2 separate regions of the Xenopus tropicalis genome follow, and region 1 is linked to region 2. The links are chromatin contacts, called in public Hi-C maps. All regions are on one chromosome and are shown on one strand. Each heading gives the region's core, a stretch centred on a gene start, on an enhancer-like site or on the middle of the called end of the contact. The rest is flanking DNA. Distances are from core to core; before and after follow the strand shown. Region 1 holds the start of pex11g (peroxisomal biogenesis factor 11 gamma). Region 2 overlaps arhgef18 (rho guanine nucleotide exchange factor 18).

Region 1 (6,378 bases), core at 1,519-4,018, 110 kb after region 2:
TAACAAATACCGAGAGACGTAGCTGTCCTGCATTCATGGCTAGTGTACCACATAGCAATAGATTCTCTTCAAGTATCTAGACATGGTTTCTCTTTTTAAAAGTTTCAGACACCTCCTGCGCTTCCTCCTACAGCGGTCTGGTAGATGCCTATCAGTGATGATATCGTCCCCATCAAACCCACCAACCATATAGGAGAGGACCCACCCCAGAGGAATCCGTGAGGCATCCAATGAACGGCGTTGACCAAATCAGAAAGGCAACTGATAATACATAAAACCTCTGATCTTATCTGAGATTTTATTTCCCCACGGCTTTTGGGAGGCTCCTCCCTGCAAGACAAGATTGTTGTTGTGACTTAATATGTCATAAATAGTTAGCTATATATGAAGCAATGGATTTACAATTATTTGTAATAGAATTAGGCCAATTACTGGGGGTATAGTGGAACTTTGGAAAATGTTGGGTAAAGGTAGTTATCTTGGCTTTCTGGATGTAGCTATCCTTTCTTGGAAATTGTTCAGTATGCATTACCAAACTTTGGCAACATCCCCACAGGTTTAAAGGGACACTACCAAGGCAACTTCAGAAAGCAGAAGTGACACACATGTTTTCCTACTGGCAATATATATATATATATATATATATATATACTTAACTGCTAATGAGCGCACTCCAGGGTCTTTAGCTTAAAAAATTCGATCTTTATTTCAAAGTTGCCATCATATCTTGCCATGATATGATGGCAACTTTGAAATAAAGATCGAATTTTTTAAGCTAAAGACCCTGGAGTGCGCTCATTAGCAGTTAAGTATATTTGATATTTCCCAAGCGGCACCCGGGCACTATTCTACAGTAATCGTGAGTGCGGATCGCTTTTCTGAATATATATATATATATATATATATATATATATATATATATATATTGCACATAGACTCTCAGTGTTGCAGTAGCAGAGCTTGTCAAACATAAGTAGGTATTACTCACTTTTTTCCTTTGTATCTTCTTAGCATTATTAAACTTCTTAGTGACCTGATAGTGGAAACAGAATATTGTAAAATGAATGCACCTTTACCTATGTATAACCATAAGACACTAATGGTGAAATAATTTACCTGCTTCTGGAATACTGGGCTTCTTCCCCCTAGACATTAGTACCACAGGTATATGTCATGCATTTTGTCTATGGTCCATAGCCCTGATGGAGCAGGCTTTATTGGTGCACTCAGTATGAATAATGCACATGTCCCACCATTTATTTTTTTTTTTAAAAATCCACTATCACTATGAAGCCACAGCAATGCACATTACCACAAAAAGCATTTTTTAATAAACTATAAAATAATATGGAGAATCTGCTTCTGCAGTATAGATTTTTTTTAGCTTGAAAGCTTATCAAAATCTCACCAGCGCAACAGCTAAATATTGTGAGTTCAGCAGTTATTTTACAAATCATGAGACATACTTCACAATTCCTAGTATGAGAGAAAGCCCCCAAAATGCTGTGCTCGCAGTCCACCATATTTCAGACTTTGCACTAATAACTCCAGAGTCTGCGGCCCATGCTATGTGCTCACAAGGGTAATAGAGTTGATCAGATATGTTACTGAAGATCGAGATCCACCTGATGATTGGGTCTTTCTCCTGCATGAATGAGGGATAATTTAGATTTTTATCACCATCATCACCATGTAATAATAAAACAAATGACTTAATTCCTTTATTTTTAACTTCACAGATATTAAATGGTAAATTTGTGCTTAATATTTATTTTATATAAAGCACAGATATATACAAAAAAATCATGCTATGCATAACCATGACAGGGGAATAAATAACCTTCAGCCTGAATAAAACACCAATATCCAGAGGCGATTTGCAATCATCTTTTTTCAGTATTTAGCACAGTTGACAAACCAGGAGGGTAGAAAAAAGGGGGCTGCAGAAGTAAAGGTATATCCTGTTTGCTAGATGTAGTTTAACATTGTGAAAAAATTTAAAATCTGTCCCTTTAAACAACATAAGTATCAAATGGAGCCAATCATGTAAGTCTTCTTTGGCTACATATTGGTCAGATGTACCCACTGGACAGTAGTGTGTAAACGGTCATCTCACCTTTTTTCCCAAGCCATAATTTACAGAGTACGCGAGCATGGCAAGATCATCAAACAGCCGTAGAACTGTCCGGCAGTGGCTGAGCTGTGATGCCACAACCAGAAGGCTCTTTCCCCAGTTGTGATCCACCTCACTCTTGTTTGACATCACCCCACCCAGGAGCTGACAGCTGTAACATAGCGTTCTGACCTGAAATATAAATGTACAATGAGACCTGAAGAGCAGCCATTTTCTGCAATATCATTAACTATTAATCAGCTGGTGACTTGATGCAACTAGTGAGGCTCGTTTAAAGTGCACCAACTCTTATCCTGCCTGGCTGCATGTGTCTTTGAAAGTTTCCTGCAGCCTCTTGGCAGTAGTTCCTGAGTATAACTGCAATAGATGCATTTTAGCTCAATCATGCCTGTTGCCCTGGAGAAGTTATAAACTCACCACTCTGTCTCTCCCTCTGTAAGATTCCAAGACATTTACAAGACCAGACACTGCAGCAGCAGCAGCCATTGCAACAGCTTTCTGTAGAGAGCAGGGCAGAGGTAACAGGGTCACAAGCAAAGATCAAAGAGCTACAGTGATAGCCACAGATAAATAAGTGATATGTTGCAACAACCAGGAATACGTCAGCCACTCCTACTTATCCCTTTGCATTCAAGGATCTGCCTCCTACATATCAACACTATTTCTGCGAGTTAACACCATCACACTGCAGCCTCGTCAGCTTCTTAACTTCTGTGTTCCAAACCTCACTCTGGTTCTCTAAACTCCACCCCCTCCATGCTGCCAATTCTTAAAGGGAACCTGTCACTTTCCTACTGTTAACACTTATCACGTACAGAATAGGCTGAGTGCGGTGAATACAAAAGAAGCCCCATAAGGGCTGTGTGGGTAATAGGCCGGATGAAATCAGTCTGGGGGGGTTTATTAATTGATACACAATGGCATACCCCCCAACTGTCCCGCTTTTCGCGGGACAGTCCCGCTTTTTATGGCGCATCCCGCTGTCCCGGATAGTTCCATGAATGTCCCGCATTGCGCTTGCTGTAGCCGGATGTTCTTGCTTCTTCTGCGGCTTCGTTATGCCTCTCCTTGTGCAGCGCGACAGGCCTTTTTATAAGGTTGCGCCTGTGGGTGTGACGTCATTACGCAACCTTATAAAAGGGCCTGTCGCGCTGCACAAGGAGAGGCATAACGAAGCCGCAGACGAAGGCTGCGCCTATGGGAGGTACTGTGAATGGGGGACACTGTGTATTGGGGGGTACTGTGTATTAGGGGCTACTGTTTATAGGGGCACTGTGTATTGGGGGCTACTGTGTATTGGGGGCTACTGTGTATAGGGGGCTACTTTGTATAGGGGGCTACTGTGTATAGGGGGCTACTGTGTATAGGGGGCACTGTGTATGGGGGCACTGTGTATGGGAGACTACTGTGTATTGGGGGGTACTGTGTATTGGGGGTACTGTGTATGGGGGGCTACTGTGTAAAGGGGGCTACTGTGTATGGGGGGGCTACTGTGTATGGGGGTACTGTGTATGGGGGGCAAAACTGGTACTTAGTTATAACTCACTTATAACTGACTGTCTTCTCTCTATACTTGTATTTTAATGTAGGAGTTGCTATATTGTTTTCCTTAGGTCGTTCAGTATGAGGGTATAGCACATTTTCGTCTGCGCCCGCCATTTGATCTATGTAAAAGGGGTATTTTTTTAAAATGGGGTGTGGTAAGTGGGGCGTGGCCACAAAAGGGGGCGCACGCCAAATCTTTTTGTCCCTCTTTTCATTTTTCAAATGTTGGGAGGTATGCAATGGGTGATGGGAAATAAGAGGCTGACTGCAGTGGCTACAAAAGAAACCCCATAAGGGCTGTAAGCTGCCGGAAGAAACCAGGCTCTGTGGGGGCTTTTTGTTGATTAGAAAAGAATAGGGTGCTGGTAAGGCACTGAAATAGGGAAACTAGTCTGGGGGTTAATTTTATTGATTATAAAACAATAGGCCCCTGGGGGAGCACTGAAACAATTTGGGAGGTATTTTAACAATAGGCTGTTTAGGAGGTGGGGAAAAATCTGGGGGAGGGATTTGGTGTATCAAGGGTACGTAACTTGTGTTTTTTCTTCCACCCTCCCTCCCTAAGTTTTTCTAGGTTAATATAAGCATGAAATACTGCTTAGCAGCAGGAGAGAGGCGGCAATGCGGGCCCCATATGGTGGTTGGCAGGGCCTGGAACTGTGCGGGGGCAACCGCTGGGAATCCACCTGGCACGGATTCTGCTTTCTGGCCTTGGGGATAAACCAAGCAAAGCCCATTTTAACAGAGGGGCAACCACTGAGGGGCTCACTGGCACTGGTTCTGCTTCCAGGTCAACGCGTATCCCTACAGGAGAAGCCCAAATGTGTTTTTGGAGGGGCAACCACTGAGGGGCTCACTGGCACTGGTTTTGCTTCCAGGCAGGAATCCCTACAGGTGAAGCCCATATATGTCTATTATGACAACTGGTGGTGGGCCTGCCATTTGCAATGGTGCAAATTGTGTTCTCCCTTAAATGGGAATGATTTGGGGCCCGCATTTTATTCAGTGAATTTATAGTCAAAATTTTTAATAAACATGACCTCCCCCTTTTTTCCAAAAACTAATTATGTTGTCTGAGTGGTTATTATGATTACTGTCTTATGATAGAAGTTGGTTGTTGGGGGTTTTGCTTTAGTGATAAGAGACCAATTACATGCTAGAGACCTTAATGTGTGAACTGGGATTCCAAATTTGCCCTGGTATTTCCAAAACACAAAGGCCCAAACAGACCCGCAGGCCCACTAAACAGTGACTGTCCATGGTATCTTACAGCAGCCCTAGGGTGGCACCTTTGTTCAGTTATAAACTTTGACAAAGGGGGCATGTGATGATGTCTGTGGTATGCGGTGCCGATGTCATCACGCAAACCATCTCCGGCGTCATGTGATGACGTGATTACCTTGGAGACGGGGTTGTTACGTCCGCCAAATACTATTTAAATGGTTTCTGCTATGTTTTCTGAATGTTGAAAACCAGTCAGAAAGCTTTGACCCGGACAGCCCCTTGAAGAACCAGGCTGACAGGTTTAACTCTTTTACTGCCAACGACGTATGGGATACGTTGTGGCAGTAAAAGGGCTTAAATGCCAACGACGTGTCCCATACGTTGTTGGCATTTAAGCGCTGCTCTCTGCAGCTTCTAACAATGACAGCCCCCCTGGGCAATGTGCCAGGGGGGCTGTCATGAGGGTCCTGCGATCGATCGGGTCGCAGGACCCTCCAGGAAGCAGCAGACGCGATCACATTGCGTCTGCTGCTTCCTGCTTCCTTCTTCCCCCCCAGCGCCGGCCCAACTGAAGAGGAGGCGATCGGGTCTTCAGGACAGGTAAGGACTTTTTTTTTATTCTTGCATTTACACACTTTTGACACACATTTACATACATTTATACACACTTACATACATTTACACACACTTACAGCACACATTTTAGCATTTTTTTTTCATTTTTCACACTTTTATACACTTATTTACACTCATATACACACTTACACACTATCACACAACTTTTACACATGTACACACATGTATACACAAACACTTTGGGTTTTTTTTGTTTTTTTTTTAATTTTACCACTTTGTTTTTAGTTTCTTTTACCTAAAAACTGTTTATTTTGACAGCGTGACTATTGGATCAGATATTCTGACCACCAAAAATATATGGTTTTGTGGGGGTCACTGTATAGTTAGGGGAAGTTTTGGCACATAATACACTGACAGGGGGCTCTGTGCAAAAGCTGGGTTTGCAGGCGAGAAATCCATATGCGCTATTTTCATTTTGGGTTCAGTACATACCGCAGACTTTGGTATATCTATGCATATTGGGCATCAAACTGTTCAGTAGACCTCTGGTGTTCCTATTTGGGGTGACTTGCCTTTGTACGCAAGAAATTGTGTGAGATAAATGCGGCAAATTGCAACATTTTTAGGCGATTTTCTGAAATGTCATAAAAACCAATAAATTTAGGAAAGCTCTGCAGATTGGTACTTTGGTGTAGAAAGGACTCTTTACCCTTGTTGGATTTGTCAGAATGTGTACTTTCCAAAAATATATGGTTTTGTGCGGGTCTCTGTATAGTTAGGGGAAGTTTCGGCACATAATACACTGACAGGGGGCTCTGTGTGCAAAAGCTGAGCTGGCAGGCGAGAAATCCTTATGCGCTATTTTAATTTTGGGTTTAGTACATACCGCAGACTTTGGT
Region 2 (5,776 bases), core at 2,527-5,026:
TCTGGTTACTCTGGGTTTCTCCCACACTCCAAAAACATACAGGCAAATATACAGGTGTGAATGTGTAAAAATGCTGCGGAAATGTGTCAGTGCTGAATCATCAGATAGGGGTAAAAGTATTTTGTTTCTACCAGCTATCTGGCAATTCAGTTCTGAACATTAGTGGAATGGACGAACAATCCTTCCTGTGACCAATGGTTGCAGGTTAGATCATAATGTGTATATTATCATGAATTTATAAAATGCCAACCATGCCATGATTGCTAAAAATGTAAAAAAAAATAAAATAGCAAACTATATTTTATTTTCAATTAAAAAAATCTCATTCTAGAATATCTGTTTTTTCAGGGCACTCCCAAGCTTCAGAGTTGCTTTGTGTAAAAGTTATTGCTTGTGAAACACAAACAAGCATTCCACCATCTTTTCAGTTGCTAGTGGATGCATAAGTTCAATAGATGAGGCTGGCTGCTCCCACTCGTACAAACAAAAACAAATCTTCAGTTAAATAGGGTTCCATGTACAGAAAAACTTACACCATTATGCTTTACTAAAGGTTATCATTTCATTTTAACTTGGACAATATAAATGCCATTGGAGAGGGCATACTCTGCACGCAAAGAAATTTGTATAGGCTTAAGAAAGTTCATCACAGAAGAAAAATGTGCTTCATAAATCGACTCAAAATCTGTCACATGTTAAGTTTGCAAGTTTGATACTGTATCACCAAAGTACCTCTTTACATATATTCCTTTTTACCCTTTATCCTTCTACCTTCTGGCTTTGCATTCCATTATCACTCAATGTTGTTTTATTTTTGTGGCACTGCTAGCCCACAATTAGGCTCCTTCTGACACCAAACAGCATTAATAAGTGTTGCAGATACTCTGACCCTTTACAACAAGCCAAATGCCTGATATTTGCTGTATAAAACTGTATTTGTAAAAGTCACAAAAATAGTGGACAACATAAGGCGCCAGATTTAATTCAGCGAGAAAAAGGTTTATCGCTTGAAAACTGATAGACTAGATTCAATTTGATATGCAATTCAATGCAGAAAAACCTCAAGGTTTATTACATGAAAACTGGTGTAGTCTATGGGAAAAAATAGAACTAAATTAAGAAAAAAGTTTTTTCTCCTCAAATTGAATCTCATCCATAACTTTTTATGTGATAAACCATGAGATATCTTTATCTTAGTTCATTTGTTCCTTTAAGATGAGCAGTAAACATTTTAGGGGCACAAACAATCAAACTGAAAATGCAGAAAAAAATGTTAAAATGTAAAAATGCACAACATTGTGAAAATAAAATAGAAAAGTGATTGCACTGTGTAATTAGCTCTCTCATTAGTCTCAACAGTTTTGGGAGGAACAAGCTTTGACAATTTTTTTTTACTGTATTGTTTGTTTGTATATGTGTGTGCAAAAGTTCCCCCAGTCCTTATGATAGTATGTGTGTTTTTATGCTTGTGTCACATCACTTACTTGAGTGCAGGGTATGGTTGCCACCTATTCTGGGAAATATACCAGCCTTTCTATAGTATATTCTTATTTTTCTTTCTATTAAAAACACTGGCATCAAGCATAATTTTTATCAGACGGGTTTTATAATATTTGCCAGGTGGCAACCTGCAAGTGCTGTAGTGCTTATGCAAAGATGGCTGCATTAGTTGCATGAATCAAGGTACTTGTGTCCAAAGCAATTGTGAGTTTTGCTGCTAGTGCACCACACCAGTCTATTGGATGAATTGCATGCATTGCACCTACTGACACTGTGGAACCCTGGAGCTACCACCACCTCAGGTGGCGGTTGCTCCATGGTTTCCACAATAGCCTATGTCACTACGTTGTGACGAAAAACAATTTGCAGACATAATTTTAACGCCAAACACCAAACACAATGACAACATCCTGACCCAAGGATTGTGCAAATGTAATGATGTTGTCATTTCCTGAAAAAACACTGCATTCTGGTTGCAGTCTAAGGTTTTCACCCTGCACTTAAACTGGTAAATGAGAAAACATTTTATTGACATCATATGGTGTCCCATTATGCACATTCACATTACAGGATTTATTTGTATGTATACATAATGTATAGGTTTACTAGCTATTTAATGGGATATAGAATGTTAGTAGTTATATTTGTATTGTATTTTTATAGCAAATAGCTTACAAGCAACATAGCTGACAAGGTGCAGGTTAACTATGAGACAGGATTTTTGAGATTTCCACATTTTTATTGATAGAAACCAGCAGGTGAATGTTTGTCATTCCTCAGACAAGCCCAGTTTTGGTTCTATTTTACAAGATATTTAATGGGGTATAGAGCGTTAGTAGTTATTTTTGCATGAACATGGGTGGTTATAATTTGTTCTATGTATTGTATTATTACAGCAAAGAGCTTGCAAACAACATAGCTGATAGGATGCAGGTAAAATATGAGACTGAGGATGTTTGTGATTTCTAGATTTTAATGCTAGAAACCAGCAGGTTTATATTTGGCATTCCTCAGACAAGCCCAGTTTTGGATTCTGTCCCTCTCCAATTTTTTCATAAAGGGGACAATATTTATTGATTTTTCACTTAAGGTGACAACAGATAAGCCAACCAGGTATGCTCTCTGTCTGTTTGGCCTCAGTTGCAGCACACAATATGGCTTCATTTTTGTGAAGAACACAAAGAATCAGAATACCAGGCAGAGCTCATCTTCACTTCTTTATCTTTCAAAGCACCATAACCTGGCCAACATAGTACATCAGCAAAAACATTTTTCGACCCTGACAGATTTCCAAACTGACCGATATCTATAGTACACAAGTTGTAATTGTCATGTCCACCAGTCACTACTTTGTGTTCAACTGCACACTTGTAATTCACTAGTATAAGGAGTGGTAGATTTTTGCACTGAGGTTCTGTTACTGGCAAAAAGTTGAAAGGACAACCCTTTCAACCTTAGATTGGACCAACTGTGATTTAAACTAGGGATGCACTGAATAGACTATTTTCAGATTCTGCTGAACCCCGGATCCTGGCTATCAGGAGGGCCACAGCATACTGCTACTTCTTTAGTGGAGGGTGCATGTCTCATGGAAGACAATTATACCTAGTAAAAAATGTGTAAGGGCCCCGAAATAGACATTTATTGCGCATTTGGTGTGTGTTTCAGATGCATGTTTGAGAGGTTGGCACCTTTGTCTGGGGTGTGTGCGTCGGCCACGTGCTGTGCCAAGTCTTTGTACAAATAATCAATGTCATTTGGTAACATCATCGTGTCATGACGTTTCTGGTGAAGTGATGGGGTCAGAAGGGGATTATTGCTTGCCAGAAGCAAATCAGAAGGTTCTGCCCAGTTATTTCAATGTTGAAAACCAGGCAGAAGGTTTTGACTTGGACAGGAGCACCTAAAAACATCAGCTGATTGTTATATTACCTGTGTTTGTACTTAACAGCAGGGAACTGCATTCAGATCTGAGTTTTACTGCAGCTTCAGTGCATTTTTTTTAACATGCTGCATTTTTTGCACTTCATGCAACAATAAACCAGAGAATTGTGTGTTGATTCACAAAACTACAATTACAAAAAAAAAAAGCAAATAAACGCAGTATATGCGTTTTGATGCGATTAGTGTTAAACAGCCTTAAAAATACTGGAAACGGGTCTTATTCGTAACAAAACTTCAGCAGAAATCAGAAACTCGCTCCAACACAATGAACAAGAATGCAGTCTGATCTGGGAGCACAGAGACATGGGGCGGGACTTGGGCTGCTATTGCACACTTCTCCTGTCACTCACAGTAATGACAACTTCCTGTGGAAGAATGAAAGGACACGCCCAGCCCTCATTTCAGCCTAAACACCGAGTACGGAGGATATATCTCCTGATCTGATGTAATTACAGTTTTATGAGGTAAAACGCAATTTAAATCAATTTTTTTACGGGGCGATATACAGCTAAAAGAAGGAAGCATGTAGTGCTGGGAGATGAGGATGAATCAATATGTCTATCTTTATAGAAACACTACTGCTGTACACATATATGTAGTTGTTTTGTTTTAGACTGTCGGTGAGAGGTTACTTTAACCTTTTAAGCCCTGTGGCTCGGTTAACCTAGCTCTAAGAAATCATAGTGCCAGTATTCTATATTTCGGGTTGTCTCTTTGATCTCTGCTGTCCCTATGTCTAAGTGGCAACAGTCAGCAGGGCTGGAGTTGCTGGCACTGAAATGGTTAAAACTGGATTTGTATGCAATACACAGGCTGACTGTATTCAGCTGCAGTCTGACTCAAATATTTAAGCTGATTATCTAGTTGACATTCAGAGTATATACTTAAAGAGAGGGATGAAGTGGCAATACTTGCTCTTCATTTGTGTCTTGGTCTACAGAAAAACTAGGTTTTTTTTTTTCTCCGTAAATGGAACCCTGCACAGTGTTTTTAGTTATAGTAATATTGCTTTATGGTCTCCTTTGTAGTTTTATTTTGACAGATTTGATCAAAGGTTCATGGCACATGGGACCTTCTCTGTCATGCAAATATCACTTTAAACAACATATTAGGGATACGCCTGTTCCATTATTATTGTTTGAGCCCTATTTAAATATTTAGATTTTAGAAAAATTAAAAATGTCATGGTATGAACAAAAAAATTGTTGCATTTAGTCGTCCAGAGGTTTAAAGTGACATGACTTTGGGTTCAGATTGGCTGTATGCTAAGTGCAGAACATACAACAGACACTGATATCTAGTCGCTGGTATCATTCTATAAAACATGCTTATTAATTACGCTGTGTAGTGATTGTAGCTGTAAAATTCAGCATGAAAGTAAAAATCCCTTAAAAATCCTGCGTCAATATGGCCTTTGTGCCATTTACACCATTTTTATGCTGTTTTTTTTGCATTGGAATGTACTTGCCTCTACATCTTTTCCACTGACATTAATTGCTTATGTGAAGTCTTAAGGGTTTTAAAATACATTTACAAGTGTATGATATATTATCCAGATAAAGGATCTTTCCGTCTGTTAGATCACCACAACTTAAGTCTGCTTTAAAAATGTAAACATTAAATAAACCCAAAAGGGTTGTTTTGCCACCACTATGGGTTCATGCAGCTTAATCACCATCAAGTACAAGATACTGTTTTATTGTTATAGTAGAAAAAAGATAATCATTGTGAAAAATTTGAGCTATTTGCTTAAAATGCACAATAGGGGAGATGGCCTTTCTGTAATTTGGAACTTTTTGGATAATTGGTTTCTGGATAAGGGATCCCATAGCTGTATCAGGCAGCAAAAAAAACACACACACCTTTAGAAATACATGATTTATTGTTTACAGTTTGATTTCTGCTTAAATGATTTTACACAGTTTGATAATTTGGCTTGTGTGTGTAATAGTACATGGAGGGGGGGGATTGTAGCCTGAATGTTTTGTTGCTCTGGGTCCAGTGGTAAAGCACTTGCAATGACCTCCCGTTCATTCCTGTGTGAAGCACCTGCATGTTATTCTGCAGTAAGATATTTTGGGGTTTTGCCTTCCTTGCTGCATATACTTCACAAAGCATGTAGAAGAACAATGCTAGTTACAAAAGAATTTTGTTCTGATTCCCCAACCCTTTTGGAAGTCTTATTCAGGCATGCTTAGTACAATGCAGTTTTCATTCATCAACTGAGTAGAATAATAAATGTACAACTGCATTACATACCAACATCATAGCAAGCTTGTGTTTCTTTGACAGGGCAGTCAAAGGTCCAAACATTTAATGTATTTTTAGTTTT

What was found. Hi-C and Micro-C count contacts between places; a contact is called where the count stands out from the background.
Region 1: a contact with region 2 is called in a Hi-C map of neurula embryo, with 3 times the contacts expected there. The contact joins the promoter of pex11g here to the enhancer-like site in region 2. A contact is called at or near these places in 3 of 5 Hi-C or Micro-C datasets (brain, gastrula embryo and neurula embryo).

Annotation. Positions count from the first base shown.
Region 1 is chr1:103,288,878-103,295,255 of UCB_Xtro_10.0, forward strand. pex11g (peroxisomal biogenesis factor 11 gamma) reads right to left here and starts at 2,769. Exons shown (of 4, transcript NM_001079302.1): 1 at 2,552-2,769; 2 at 2,117-2,305; 3 at 989-1,645; 4 at 1-330. The coding sequence starts at 2,620. The coding sequence ends at 1,454. The region is part of intron 1 of b4galt1l (beta-1,4-galactosyltransferase 1); the gene reads left to right.
Region 2 is chr1:103,175,830-103,181,605 of UCB_Xtro_10.0, forward strand. All of the region lies in intron 10 of arhgef18 (rho guanine nucleotide exchange factor 18), which reads left to right. Among named protein-coding and RNA genes, the nearest start is that of arhgef18, 60 kb to the left of the region's middle. Within about 2 kb of position 3,777, at least 8 of the 11 cell types and tissues checked have an H3K27ac peak or open chromatin away from gene starts, as enhancers often do. A contact at or near this core is called in gastrula embryo and neurula embryo, where this site is marked.